2 separate regions of the Choristoneura fumiferana genome follow, and region 1 is linked to region 2. The links are chromatin contacts, called in public Hi-C maps. All regions are on one chromosome and are shown on one strand. The core of a region is the stretch at or near the end of the contact, and the rest is flanking DNA. Distances in the headings are between cores, read along the strand shown. Region 1 holds the start of LOC141441271 (mitochondrial tRNA methylthiotransferase CDK5RAP1). Region 2 holds the start of LOC141440982 (nucleolar pre-ribosomal-associated protein 1).

What was found. A called contact is a pair of places that touch in the nucleus more often than the background predicts.
Region 1: a contact with region 2 is called in a Hi-C map of whole pupa, with 4 times the contacts expected there. The contact joins the promoter of LOC141441271 here to the promoter of LOC141440982 in region 2. A contact is called at or near these places in 2 of 2 Hi-C or Micro-C datasets (both in whole pupa).

Annotation. Positions count from the first base shown.
Region 1 is chr23:1,313,126-1,320,642 of NRCan_CFum_1, forward strand. It overlaps LOC141441271 (mitochondrial tRNA methylthiotransferase CDK5RAP1), which reads right to left and starts at 1,623. Exons shown (of 7, transcript XM_074105939.1): 1 at 941-1,623; 2 at 472-622. The coding sequence starts at 1,475. LOC141441282 (PEST proteolytic signal-containing nuclear protein-like) reads left to right here and starts at 1,827. Exons shown (of 4, transcript XM_074105958.1): 1 at 1,827-1,987; 2 at 2,105-2,266; 3 at 2,370-2,625; 4 at 3,017-4,215. The coding sequence starts at 1,960. The coding sequence ends at 3,182. It overlaps RpS26 (ribosomal protein S26), which reads right to left. Exons shown (of 3, transcript XM_074105959.1): 2 at 7,175-7,352; 3 at 5,900-6,092. The coding sequence ends at 5,926.
Region 2 is chr23:1,119,623-1,126,289 of NRCan_CFum_1, forward strand. LOC141440982 (nucleolar pre-ribosomal-associated protein 1) reads left to right here and starts at 4,202. Exons shown (of 4, transcript XM_074105580.1): 1 at 4,202-4,503; 2 at 5,486-6,667. The coding sequence starts at 4,287. Sting (transmembrane protein sting) reads left to right here. Exons shown (of 4, transcript XM_074105577.1): 4 at 1-44.

The DNA.
Region 1 (7,517 bases), core at 373-2,872, 190 kb after region 2:
TTGATAAAATATTAGTTTTTCTTTTACAAATATACAATTTTACTCGCAAATGTGATGAAAAACATTGTATGTCGCACGGGCGGTACTAGAATTACGAACATCGACTCCTTAAAGCTCTCAGTCGAAATTCCTTATTTACCGCCCTTAAGACACAATGTACAATTATGAGTGTGCAATATAGTGCTCTTGGCGCTATACGCAGCTTACTCGCTGTGCGGTCGCAGCAATATCAATGTACGCTCGCGGCGATATCGTTACGCGCTCGAGAAGAAAGCTTTGCAGGCTCCCTTTGCCGGTGCGATAAAGCTCTGAAGTATAATCTATGGTAGTTTAAAAAACAAAAATTTTATTTTAAAGTTGAAATTGATTGTATCTTGGAAATAAAAGTTTTTTTCGGGATCTGCAGATCAGGAGCTCTCTTTAGGAGTTCCATCTTTAAAAAGGTTGGGATAGGCTGATATTATAACTCACATGAAGGCTGATACACTGTCTTGATTCAGTCGAACGGGCACAACATCGGCATAAGTTTCGTCTAAGGACAGCAGCACATTCACAGCTGTCTGGCCACTATCCGTAAGAGCCAGGAGCCGGGGTAAGTCTCGGTAGCTGTCAGGGCCTGCCACTGCAAAATAAAATATATATACTTTAAAACAGACAGAGTGAATGTCGTGTTAGCTTAGTGGTTTGACCCACTGCCTCTGAAGCAGATGTTTGTGCGTTTGAGCCCTGGCTTGCGCCTCTACATTTTTCTGGATTTACTTGTGAAATTATATTTGAAATTTAACATGAGGGAGTATGTTAATAATTTAATTTTCAACCCTAGACAGAAAGAGGCTCTTAGCGCAAAGGTGCGTGTATCACAGATTGATTAAAATAGACAAAAAGAAAAACCATAAAAATATTTGAGAGTGAAAGAAACTTAGATTTATAAAGTAGTTACCAACATCAACTGCTTTTTCTTTTTCAATTAGCTTGGTCTTGAGCCGCTCCGCCATACAGCCTAATAAACCAATTTTTACCGGTTTTTCCTTATTTTTTAACGCTCGCCGCCGCTTGAACCCCCGCAAGTGATCCAAACGATGCCAAATCTTACTTTCAGCACCTTCTCTGATGGCGCACGTCATAACCAGGAATATATCAGCTTCATCCTCAATTTCGGTCTTCTCAAACCCTTCTTTCTTCAAAATAGACCAAACTATCTCAGTATCATTCAAGTTCATTTGGCAACCGTACACATCGAAATATACTTTGCGTTTTGATGCAAATGTTACGTTTTCCGGTAAATATGGTATGTGAGGGCGATCTAGAAGAACAGGCTCTGAGTCTCCAATGATAAAATCCTTTAGACCCGGTCCTTGTTTTATTTTATCACGCCTAGAAGTCAACTTCGTAGCGTCGGAAAAACATCGGCAAGTATAGAAAATGTACTTGCTGGATAACCTCAGAAACCGCTGCGTGCGCTGCAGTAATGCCATCGTAATTGATCCACTATTAAACTATTCTGTAACAATAATGTTTTTTCTCAAGAATTTCTAAACATTACATTACATCAACAAGTTTTTGGATCATGTAATCTGTACACTGGAAATAAAATAACCTACAAAATGTAATCAGCTGATTTGTCAAAATTGACAAAAGGAGTGATGTGGTGTGCTCGATTGATAACCAATAATACCGATTCAAAAACCATTTATTACTAAGAAAACACGACTGAAGAAACTATCTGTATGTTGGCTAATTAGTAACCATCTCATCTCCTGCAGTGCTTCCATTCCGTTCTTCCCTTTCTACGTCTTAGCTTAATCTGTGCTCATTCTATTTTATTTATGGGTAGACAAAATGGCGGATTTGTGAAGTAGTGTGTGTTGTGTTCATCTGTCAAGTCAAGTCAAATTTTATTGATAACTTGAAGAAAGAATTTGATAATTAACCAGCGTATTGTACAAGGTGAAATCAACAATGAGCAGTCGTTACGACTACGGCAAAGGTATTCGAATGGCATTGGATAATTTTTCACCCATCAGAACCATAGTGAAATTCTTGTTTAGATTTAGACTCTTATGAGTACTTTTATTTATCGTTGCCAGTGTTTTCGCATTGGCAGGGTCGTCTCGATCCGCGCGTGATGATTCTAGGCACGAGAAGCATGGACGGGAGCGCGTGCGGTCGCGGTCGCCGCGCGAGCGCGAGTCTAGACGCCGTCACTCTCCCGCCAGCACCCGATACTCGAGAGATCGATCCTATGGCAAAGAAGACAGACATAGCAGTAAGTCAAGTTTATATTTAATTTTCAAACCTTCAATTATTCATATTTGCAAACAAAAATCTGCCTATGGTGTTCATATCAGTAAGTCATTATATTTTTGCAGGTAAACTTAAGCATACTGAGTGGGATGATTCTGATGAAGAAGTCCCTGCACCACCCCCTCCTCCACGTATCACTAAAATCAGCATCCCAATGGCTAAACCCAAAGCACCCATTAAGATGAACTTGGGCGGCCCATCGAAATTGAGTGCCCCTGCTGCCAAACCAACAATTGCATCAGTGTTCAATGATGATGATGACGATGATGAGCCTGAGGAGATGCCTGCAGAAGCAAGGATGAGAATGAGGAATATAGGAAGGTAAGACAAACTCTTCAACTTCAAAGCTTTCCAAACAATTTATTTACAAAGTTTTATCAAGGAGGAAATTGAAATAAACTTCCTTGTTTTGTAACAGTAATAATTAAAATGCTTGCTGATATTATACCTTTAATATACCAATTTTTAAAATTTTAATTTATTCTTTCATGAGAAAACCACAAAGGATTTTGATGAAATTTGTTAGGTATTCTGATAGCCTGGATATTTTTGATCCCAGGAAGGATTGTCTAGGCTTACCCCAGGAGCTAGGCTGGCACAAATAGTACCTATAGCCATTATAGCCAAAAACACAGACTAAGAAGCACAATAGTGTTATTGCCTAACTCAAAATTTTCAACAATGTGTTATATGAAGTGTGTTTTTTTACCAGAGAAACACCAACGTCAGCGGGACCAAATTCCTTTGGCAAAACGAAGCAAGGCTTCTGTGACGCCAAGAAAGTATTTGAGAAGAACCTGAAGCATGCCCTGGAAACAACAGTGGAGAAACCCGTCATGACAAAGTTTCCTCAGACAATTTATAAGATTAAGCCATGATGCGCAGATTAAGGAAACTATTGATAAGGCCTGTAATGATTTCAGTTTCTAAGAGCATACAGTAGTGGAATAAGCGAAGACAGAAATTACAGTACCTACATATTGTACAGTTGCTATGTCCACATCTTGTTTATTTTGTTCTAAATTGTAACTTGTTGATTAAAATCTAAATTCTATTGCTGTATAAAACAAAGTGTACAGACAGTGTCTTGTTCAACTTAGACATGCAGAACCATCAAAAGTTTGATAGGGCCATCATTTATAATATGAATTGAAGTTTTTTTTTCACATTCTTTCAGGACTGATAGGGAACTATGCCTATTCAGGAACAAGTCTGTAGAAATATTAGCTAGAATGTCATACATAGCACACTCATTAGTCACCTTGGACTGACACTTTCTGTAATGTGATGTGTGCTTTACAAAAAGAAGGTGGAGCCATCTTGGGGATAACAAACAAAGAATGTATTATACAGTTGATCCTTTTTGTTGGTCACCGTCATATTCACTTGTGAATACACTCGCAGAGTTCCCACCTGAAAATCCAAGATAATGTGTAGTGACTCTCCACTGACTCTCTTGTACTGTGTGCTCTTATTTAGTTCTCATTTTAAATTGGTTTCATAGATTGGTTTTAAATAACAATTTTATTAAGTTTTGGCTAATTATTGTCATTGCTTAGCAATGCAATGTAGTGTATATAAATTTTTGAGAATTGAGAAGTAGCTGATTTTTATAATCTGGTATATTGGCCTGAATGGTTGTTTTTATCTCTCTGTCTCAATTAGCTTTAGTAAACTTCAGTAAGCTAGTTGAGATAGCAGGATAAATACGAACTTTAGCGACAAATACGATGACAAAATATTATTATAATAATTTTGTACCTACAGAGTACCTCCCTCAGACAAAAATGTGGTAAAACTACACTTGAAATGATTGCTGTGTTTACTGCTCTACCTTTTGTAGCATTACATTCTATTGTGTAACGAAAATTGTATAAATTGAATATGAAATTATAATTTGTTACAATGGTGTGTGCCATTATTTATTTAAAATGTATACTGGCAATAATTATAACTTAGGTTTCTATTCCCAGACTTGGAGTTTTCTTCCAAAGGCCTTATTGTCTATCACACTTTTAATCACTATTATTTTCACTTCTTTCTCTCCCACGGTATAAGACGAGGGAGGGTAGATGGTGAATGCGTTCGCGAACGTAAGCGCGTTAGACAATACGGTCTCAGGCCCTATACTATGAAATGAAGAGCAAAATTCGAACGCCGTATCTTGCCGTTCCGCTGACGCTTATATTATTTAATACGAGAGTGAGAGGGACGGTATGATACGTACTTCGAATTTCGTAGTAGCCCCCCCCCCAGGTTTCAGAGTATTTCAGTTGTTTCATAAGTGAGATAAAATTTCCAGTGTGATCATGCATGCGGGAGACCCCCTCAGTTTCAAGTCGGTTTTTTTCAGTAATCATTCAATCAGAACTCATTTGTCGCAGTTCTAGGTTTTAGTCCTAGGCTATCCTATCTCTAAAGTGATCATTTGTATTATACCAATTGCAATGTATTTTAAAAATTGTGCTGAAATAAGGTATTGGAGATAGCTTTTTCATGAATTATTGCAACGATTATTGTTAGTATTTTAAAGACTATTTGAACCTGAAGAATATAAATTTAATGCTGAAAACAATTGTTTTATTCGTTGCCAGATTGTTAGCTTAGACTTAAAACTATCTCGATTAAAAAACCGTATCAAGTACGATCCATCCGTTTGGGACCTAAGAGGTCACAGGTCACAGGCAGACAATAGCCTAAACCAGGGCTTCTCAAACGGGCGTCGCGTATCGATGCAACCCATTGGCGAATCTAGGGTTATTTTTCAGGGGGGCTGGCCTTTATTTTTTGTGAAAAAATCAGTATTATAGAATTTCGAATCGGTAGCCCAACATCCTAGGGTGGGCACGGCCCTCTATATATGCCTATAATGCGACCGAGTCGAGTGAGCAAGTTATACAGTAGAAAAAGTAAGAGTGACAATTTCCAAACTGATAACCTGTTACTATAGGTTGGCTAGTATTCGGGCGTCGTAAAAAATGGCAGCCCCAAGGGTGTTACCGTACAAATAGGTTTGGTAGGGCTTCCTAAACTAACCAAGAGAAAAGTTAAAAACCCCCGACATGTCATTTAAAAGTTCGTGAGTCATCTAACGGATGGCTAAACAACCACAAGGAAACTCGCTATCGGGCAAACGCGTGCAAATTTTACCGTTGCTTCAATTCACACTAATATAATAAATGCGAAAGTTTGTAAGTCTATTTGTTTGTTATGGTAACGAAGTGCGTTCCGAGAATTAGTTTATACGAACGCATCCGATTGTAGTCATCCCGCTCGCGCCGGTCTTTGCGTAAACAAATGAATTTTGAGGTTTAAGTTACTTTTTCTTGTAATAAAAAACATAAGAAATGAATGGATTTTGATTTTATTAACCTACTAGTATCTAATAATTATATTTTTTTCTCATATTCATATTCGCAGAATTTCGCATTAGCGAATGCTAATATTCGTTACATCACTACTACGCGACGGCCGAGCCGAACTGAGCCCAAGGTTGTGTGAGTTACTAAGTTTTGGTTTTGTAAGTTTGACCATATTGTTGTTTTTATAGTTGAAGCGAAGACAAAGGCAGACATACAATAAATAAAACAGCATCTAGTTTTTTACATTATGTATTTAAGCCTACTTCCGCTGCACATTCTGCGGGCGGTTCATGTCCCTGGGGAAGTTGCTCTTGGGCGGCGTGCGGATGCGCCTGTCCTTCTTCGACCTGTTGCGGACGACCTTGCTGTGGATCGCGCATGACACGCAGTAGTGCAGCTTCGCATAGAGCTTCGGGAGCTGGAATGCTGAAAGATAAAAGTTTTTTTTAGTTCGGCAAAACAGAAACTATGAAGCTGGCTGGCTTTCCAGGCCATAAATCTTAAGAAAAAAAAAACAAAAAAGAAACTGGCCGGAACAACAGATCAGTCTTTGTACCCATTTGATAGAAAAAAGTTTAAAAAACTGGTTTGGAAGGAAACTTTATTTTTGGGCTGCAATCAATTTAACAGCAACACTACATTCACAACGAGCAATGGCATTAATAACAAGTTAGTTACGTTTTAAGGCACTATAAATTATATTTACTTTTATTCTGGACAATATTTCATTATTCAAATACAAACTGCACAGGTATGATTGGTATTGGTACCATCAAACATCCATAAGACATAAAAAAAACTTTTTGTAACATCCATAAGACATAAAAAAAACTTTTTGTTAAAGAAAGATAATCTACAGAATTTGTGAGTTTTACATTTACTATGATAAAATATGTTCTTAATTTGAGAATTATTTCAATTGAATATCTTGAATAAATCATTGTACTTGTGTGTAGTGTATTTTTCTTACATCATTATTCCGGCCACCCTCTATACCCAAAATTGTACAATTCAATATCACCACTGAATATTTTGACATGACATACATTTTGTTTAGGACTATAAACTAATTCGAACATACTTATGGTTAGGAAAGTAAGAGGATGAATATAGCAACAAATAAATCAAATGACTGCAAATAAAAATAAACTGTACTGGCTGTTGTGCCTGTAATTTTAAAAATACTGTTATGTATTGTAGTAATGGTTGATGTACAGGCTGAAAGCCGGGGAATGTATCTGGCTACCTATATGATATGCCACTTACGAATTGATTGAATGAATCATAAACAATCCTATTACAACCCGCTTATATATCATTTGATATTGAGACCTGTTTTTTTTTTAGACTTGACATCCTTAAGATATCAGTAGCAATAACGGCTCTTCGAATATGGTAATAATTTGATAGATTTTGTAAAACACAAGAAGACAAATAGGTATATAAAACAATAATTTAATGACTAAAAGTTAAAATAAGACGTTAATTAATGAGTTTTCTCAACTTACAGGTGTAGACGGAGGCTTCGTTAATGTCCCTAACCGCTGCCGCTTCCACAATATTCCTGATTACGAATTTCTTAATAGCCTTGTCCTTAGGAACGCAACGCGCACAGTTGGTGCATCGTACGGCCTTCACGTGCCCACGGCCGTGCTTGGCCCGTCCTCCGTTACGGCGTTTGCGAGTCTGAAATCAGAAATATCAAAATTTAGCCACATGTTCCTCCAATACCGTGGGTGACGCGTGCTTGTCAATCTTAATTAATTCTGCAAGGTAACTTGTAAACTGTTGAGCTCAACGATTAACAACATAATCAGGATAAAATTTCGTTAACACCACTGGCATAAAAGT
Region 2 (6,667 bases), core at 2,952-5,451:
ATTACGCACTTTGAGTGTCGATTTTTGAGAATCTATCTATTTAATTTAATTTGGTTAGCAATTTAAATATCTATATTTGAGTACAATGACTGGCTACATCGCAAAGTGAACGTGTCGCAAAAGGATCAGTTCTTCCTAACCACTCGCTTCGCTACGCTCGTCGTACGGCGTTTCCACCAGAGTTGTGCGAGGATGTGTGGCGAGGATTGTGTTTTTCATGAACCAATAGAAACGCTTCATTTACCTATCCTCGCTGCGCTCAGATGTTGCTCTCGTGCTCTGCTCTAGTGGAAACAGCTGAGCGGAGCGAGGATAGGTATTTTTTTTTTATTCGACTGGATAGCAAACGAGCAAGTGGGTCTCCTGGTGATAAGAGATCACCACCGCCCATAAACATCTGCAACACCAGGGGTAATGCAGATGCGTTGCCAACCTAGAGGCCTAAGATGGTATACCTCAATTGCCAGTAATTTCACCGGCTGTCTTACTCTCCACGCCGAAACAACAGTGCAAGCACTGCTGCTTCACGGCAGGATTAGCGAGCAAGATGGTGGTAGCAATCCGGGCGGACCTTGCACAAGGTCCTACCACCTGCAAGCGATTCTTATTGGTACATGAAGACACCATTTCTTGCTATCCTCGTACATCTCTGATGGGGACGCAGCCTAACTGAGCTACGCGATGTGGCCATGTTACGATGCAGTCAGAAAATAGTAGTCATTTAGCAATTTCGGTTTTTTGCGATGAAGCACATATGCAATGTGGTCATTTTGCCATTTATTGTACTAGTAAGCTTTATATTTGTACAATGAGGGCTATCGTTTTTTGTCTCACTAGATGGCGCACTGTTGCGTGAGGTTTTTAAGTATGGCTTTTAAAGTCTGTTACCTATTACGGGCGTGAAAACAAAGTTTAGATTAAAATCATATTTAATACACCTTAAAACCGTACCATAAAAATATCGAGCAACCACAGTGTTGCATAGTCCCCGTTTTGTTCGGAAAAAAGGGAGGACAAAGGTTTCCGAAATACAAAACTGTCTCAAAACACAGACATTCATTGCCCCGGAACGCATATTTGCCATAATTAATTTCAGATATTGTAAAATATTCACAAAATATTCTAATTATAAATAAAACCCGCGTAGCTCACCCAAAAACTGAGATTTGACATTTCGGAGACCTCACGCTACACTAGCGCCTCTAGTGGCGAATTCATACGCGATAGCCCTCATTATTTGGTTGTGCCACCGTATTGTACTGAAGGTAAAAATCGGTGTCTCGTTGTACGTTGTCGCGTGAGACATGCCTAAAATTACAAAATTAAACCGTTCAACTCACGATTATGGCTGTTTCCACCAGAGATGGAATGTGTTTTTCTTGAACCAATAGAAACTTCATTTATCTATCCTCGCATAGCACCGCTCGGGTGGAAACAGCTGAGCGGAGCGAGGAGAGGTTAATGGAGCGTTCCTATTGGTTCATGAGAAACACATTTCCCGCACATCATTGATTGCAACGCAGCCTATCTTCAGAAAAGATCGAAACTAGGTGTCGGACTCTCTGACTTAAAAATAGTTTTTTTCCGAAAATATTAAAAACTCAGATTTCATTTGTGCTGACCACACTAGGCATGGCATGGCCTGTCTCGTGGGGCTAGTTAAACCCTTTAATTTTGTATTTTTTTTAACTGAATGATTATTTAAAAAAATTGTTACCAGACTGACTAAGTTTAAATGATTTACCCCCTGTTTCACCATCCATTAATAAAATTTATTTGACGGATAAAATGTGACGCTGTCTCTGCTGTGTCTGTGACGGAGACGGCATCACATCTATTCGTCAAATAAAATTAATCAATGGGTGGTGAAACAGCCCCTAAATCTGTCTAGTCTTTTAACGTTAAGTTGTTATTATAGATTAAACAGGGTGAAATTTTAAATGTGATACAAAGTTAGTGTTTCTAACTTAGTTAATGCTCGACAATGTAATCATCATTTCAGCCTGTATAACATCCCACTCCTGGCCCTGGCATCCTCTCAGAATGACAGGGCTAATGTAATACATTATCTCAATATTATTAAAATTACTGTGGTAAAATTTAGGTGTTCATAGATGTAATAGGTTCATAGGTACAGGTGTAAAGGTAGGTATATAGGTTCATACTTTGTTGAAATTAAATCACAAACTCAATGTATGGACCTCTCAAATTAAATAAGACTAATTAACCCTTTTCCAGGCATAGTGCATATAGTTGACAACATTAATGTTATGATTGGTTTTTTGGAGTCTTTTTTTATTTTTTATTTCAACTCCAAATTTGTTACTTTTACGGGTATCCCGTGAAACCATATCGAAAATACAAACTGAGACATGGATGCATGGAGGCATGGAACATTAATGTTCACAAATATTAGACCTTGCTACCATTGGCGTATCTATCGTTATTTTTCATACTCCACCCCCTCTATATAGGCCTATGCTTGCTTGCTACATTTACAATAATGGTAAGTATGTACAAAATCAATTGAAGTCATTAAAAATTATAATTGTTTTTAAATTAATCCCTCATAGGTAAACATGAACAACATAAAACTTTCATTCATTTTGTAGTAGCTTACCTAAATTAGCGGGGCCTGGAAAAGAAAATGCATTATATTGTCCAGCATTACCTGATCTAGAAACACTAACTTTGTATCTCATTTAAAATTTCACCTTGTATAAATGGAGTAGGTAGGTGTGGTGTACGCCCCGTAATAAAATTACTACGGCTCGCAATGTACGGCGTAATAATGCACGCCCTGATAATTCATATTATCATCATCAGTCGAAGAGTCCATTGTTGAATAAAGGCCTTCTTATAACACCACAATGAACGACAACTCACAATTTGGACTGTAACTCTCGTGATGTCGTCAGTCCACCTAGTGGGAGGCTTGTCAACGCTTCGTCTACCGGTTGGTAGTGGCCACTCGAGAAACTTTCTCCTCCAACTTATCCGTTCTTCGAGCGATTTGGCCCGCCCATTGCCGTTTCTACTTGCATATTCTAATACGCACACCGTGTAAAAACAACGTAAGAGCATGAATTATCTAGGCGTACGTTATTGGTCAAAAATTTAAATAAATGTCATTTTTGTATGTATTAGTATACTAATAAGTCGACGTTTTATATTGTTTTATAACTCTATAGAGTTTCATTTTTCGAATATAAAACGTCGACTTATCTATACGGACAAGTTGCAACGAAATTTAACAGGTCATTTACTTAAGTTTTTCACGTACTTTCGTCGTTTGGACGTACATTAACCCGGTGGAGTGAGTACTTGTAGTCTTACTCATACATGACGGATATGAGCGAGAGGTCACAAGTCCCAGCTGTCGATCGACCAATTTACTGTTAGTTGGTGCTCAAAGCCCAAATTAGTTTTAAAATGGCTGATTTTTGATATTTTTAAAAATAAATGTTTGATTGAATGATTGTTTTTTTTAATACCTGTATTTGTTTTAACAAGTATTTTAAAGCCCAATTTTGACTTACATATAAAGTTTTGTTTATTTCATCTTTTTATGACGAAATGAAAAGTACCAACTTGCAACAAAACAAACTAAACTATGTTTACATACGCTTTAAATTTTAAAAACCTGCGGGTGCGGCCACATGCAGTCGCTCGTTTGCAGCGATAAATCTGGTTACGTGACCCCATTTTGAATGTAATTTTGAATTTCCCGAGCTACATATTAGTAATCTGTGATTTCCCGCGACTCAAAAAAAGTACCGTCAGTCGCCGCGTCTATCAGCAGCGACAAGATGGTTAGCTGCAGGAATGATCTCGGTTCAGTCGTGGCGTGGCAGTGGTACAAATAAAAGAAATTGGAGCGAATGAAAAAAAAAACACTGTTTTTGCCGAAATTGAAGGTTTTTTTCCAGCGGTAAAGCTCAACATTTTCAGCTTTATCGCTAAATATCACGTGACCAGATTTGACATTGGAAACGAGCGTCGAGCGACTGCATGTGGCTCCACCTTTAAATAGATCTGTTTCAGCTGGTTATGTTGGCATGAAGGCAGATGTGCCATTTTGGCAGGTTTTCGATTTTGACACTTAAATTGACGACAAAATGAGCGTTTAAAAAAAGCTCTCAAAGATCTAAGCCAGCTGTCAAAAAAAAAGTAAAAACGAAACGGCTGCTGTCCACTGTCACTTCATTAAAGAAAAGAAAAGTCAAAACAATCGTTCTCTCACGTGTCTTTTTCTGCAAAATTATGTTACTGAACAAATTTTATTAATGAAAATGGGTAAACGAAAATATAAGAACGATAGTGAAGAGTCTGCTAAAAAGAACAGGACTGACGAAGTAGTTCTTGAAGGAGAAAGTGAAAATGCGGCTTCCGAACAACCTCAAATCGAACAAGCTAAAAGCAAAAATGCGACTGAGAAACAACATGGATTCGATATTAAACACTTTCGAAAAGAGCTGGCGTCCAAGACTGGGCAGACCATGGGTGAGTGGGTTTAACACGTTTCTTTTTATTTTACGCTGGTGTTTTAACCTTGGCAAAATGTTTTACACCTGGGGAGGTCTGGTATCCTAAGGGATGTTTTGGCAGACGGTTTGGCCTTCATTAAACTGGATGACTGTATGTGTATCTGAATTTTTATAATCAGTATTATAATTCATAGGATTATTATTAGGGATGGGCCGATTATTCGTTTTATTCGTCCGGCAATGTAGTACTCGAACTTTTTACTGTATTCAGCCATGTATGAGTTGAGTGTTAAATGTGTTATTTTTATGAGGTACAGTGAGGGCAGTGGGGCTTTATGTTTTTGTTGGCACAGTAGCTTTATTTCCAATAACAGTTAAAAAGATGGTTGTTAATTAAAAACAAAATATAAGTACCTAGTATAATAGTTAAGCTACAGTGATCTTTATAATAAAATAATAAGTTAATAATTAAATTAATCAGTTCATTATTGTGAGAAATTAAGCAAGTTTTTTGTTTAAATCAAGAGTTGCATGATTAAAGCTTCTACTTAGGTATCAATTATGCCGAATATTCAGGTCGGTAAAAGTTTTACCGAACATTAGGGCGAATATTTGTATTCGGTAAAACCCATGTTTGGCCCATCTCTATTATTTGTTATTATTTTTTTAGATTGAATCTTGTATTATGCCTCCCCAAGGTGTGTGTGTGTGTGTGTGTGTGTGTGATAAACAGTAAAATTCATGACCATGCAATAATTTTTTTATTGAATTGATTATCACATCTTCAAATCATGCCCAGAAATGAAGAACAGCTTTAAGGTTTTTCAACTGTTTATTACGGGTTTAGTTACAATTATTGAAATATTTCTTAGAACTGTGCTGTTATGATATAAAGCCTGTTTAATACTGTTTAACTGTAATGAGTGCAATACAAAGATTATTCATGTCTTATTTTGATTTAATTGTTTTAATCAAACTATTAATTTGTTCATTTTCAGCACTAACACAGTTCCTGCAAGTATGCTTGAACCCAGATTCAGAAGTTGACTACATTGCGGAGTACTTAAATGCTGGAGGCAACTCCCACGAGATCCTGCGTCAAATCAACCAGGACAGCAAGAAGAATTTGACCCTGGCTACTCCAGCCTTCCACCTGTTTCACCTCATTATCATGAAAGTCCAGTCTTCCCATCCCCAGATGCTAACAATAACAGAAGAAGCCTGTCGCTTCTTTCTGAACACATTCATGTCAACAGTAGAAATCATGATTAGCGAAAACTCTGGGCCTCGCCACAGGAAAATCATCCTTAAGCTTCTAACATCAATAGTGACTTTGAATCCAGATTTGGGTGTGGAAGTCATCAACCAAGCACCTTTAACGCCCAAGCATCTACAGTACATACTTGAAAAGCCAAATTATAAAGAGAAGGACAATGTCAGGACATCCTTTGTGCATTTCATGACTTCATTTCTCATTGAAGGTCATCTGCCTCTTATAAAAGCTTTGCTGGAAAAGCAAGGACTTCTGCCTCTAGTTATCCCTGGGCTTATCCATGATGAGGCTGAATCCGTCTTAATGTTTCTAAACATATTGAAGAAGCATGTCATCGACAACAATTTCATCTCCAAGAGTTTGAAACTACGGACATTCAGTCACCAAGTGTTGCATAATATCTTTAAGCTTTATTCTTGGAAAGGTCCTCCTGAACTAAGTCAAGAGGTACGGAATGAATTACGTCCTGACATCATGATCCTTTTGTCTGAAATTGTTCTAACTTTGTTCACATCTCACAAGCTTGGGTTATACTTTACTGATAATACATTAGGCACAGTTGATGCAAACAAAAATCAGAACTTGTACAAAGCAGTACTTACCCTCAAAAGACCTTGGGAGTTCCAAGAAGAAGGCGATGTGGTCCTTAAAATAGTTAACAAATGCCCTGATCTGCACAGAGCTCTCATAAGTGTTGTGGAACAAAGCTTTGAGCCTCAACACTCTCCTATTTGGGAAAAGACAGTTCAATTTGCAATAAAATTGCTGGATGTGCTTAAGCCGGAGGATATGGTACCAAGAATGGGCAACTTATCGTCTGTTCAAGTAGCAAATTTTGTCAGATTCATCACATTACCTATTCCTCTACTGAAATTTATACAAACTCACTTAGGCAAGGATCAAACTA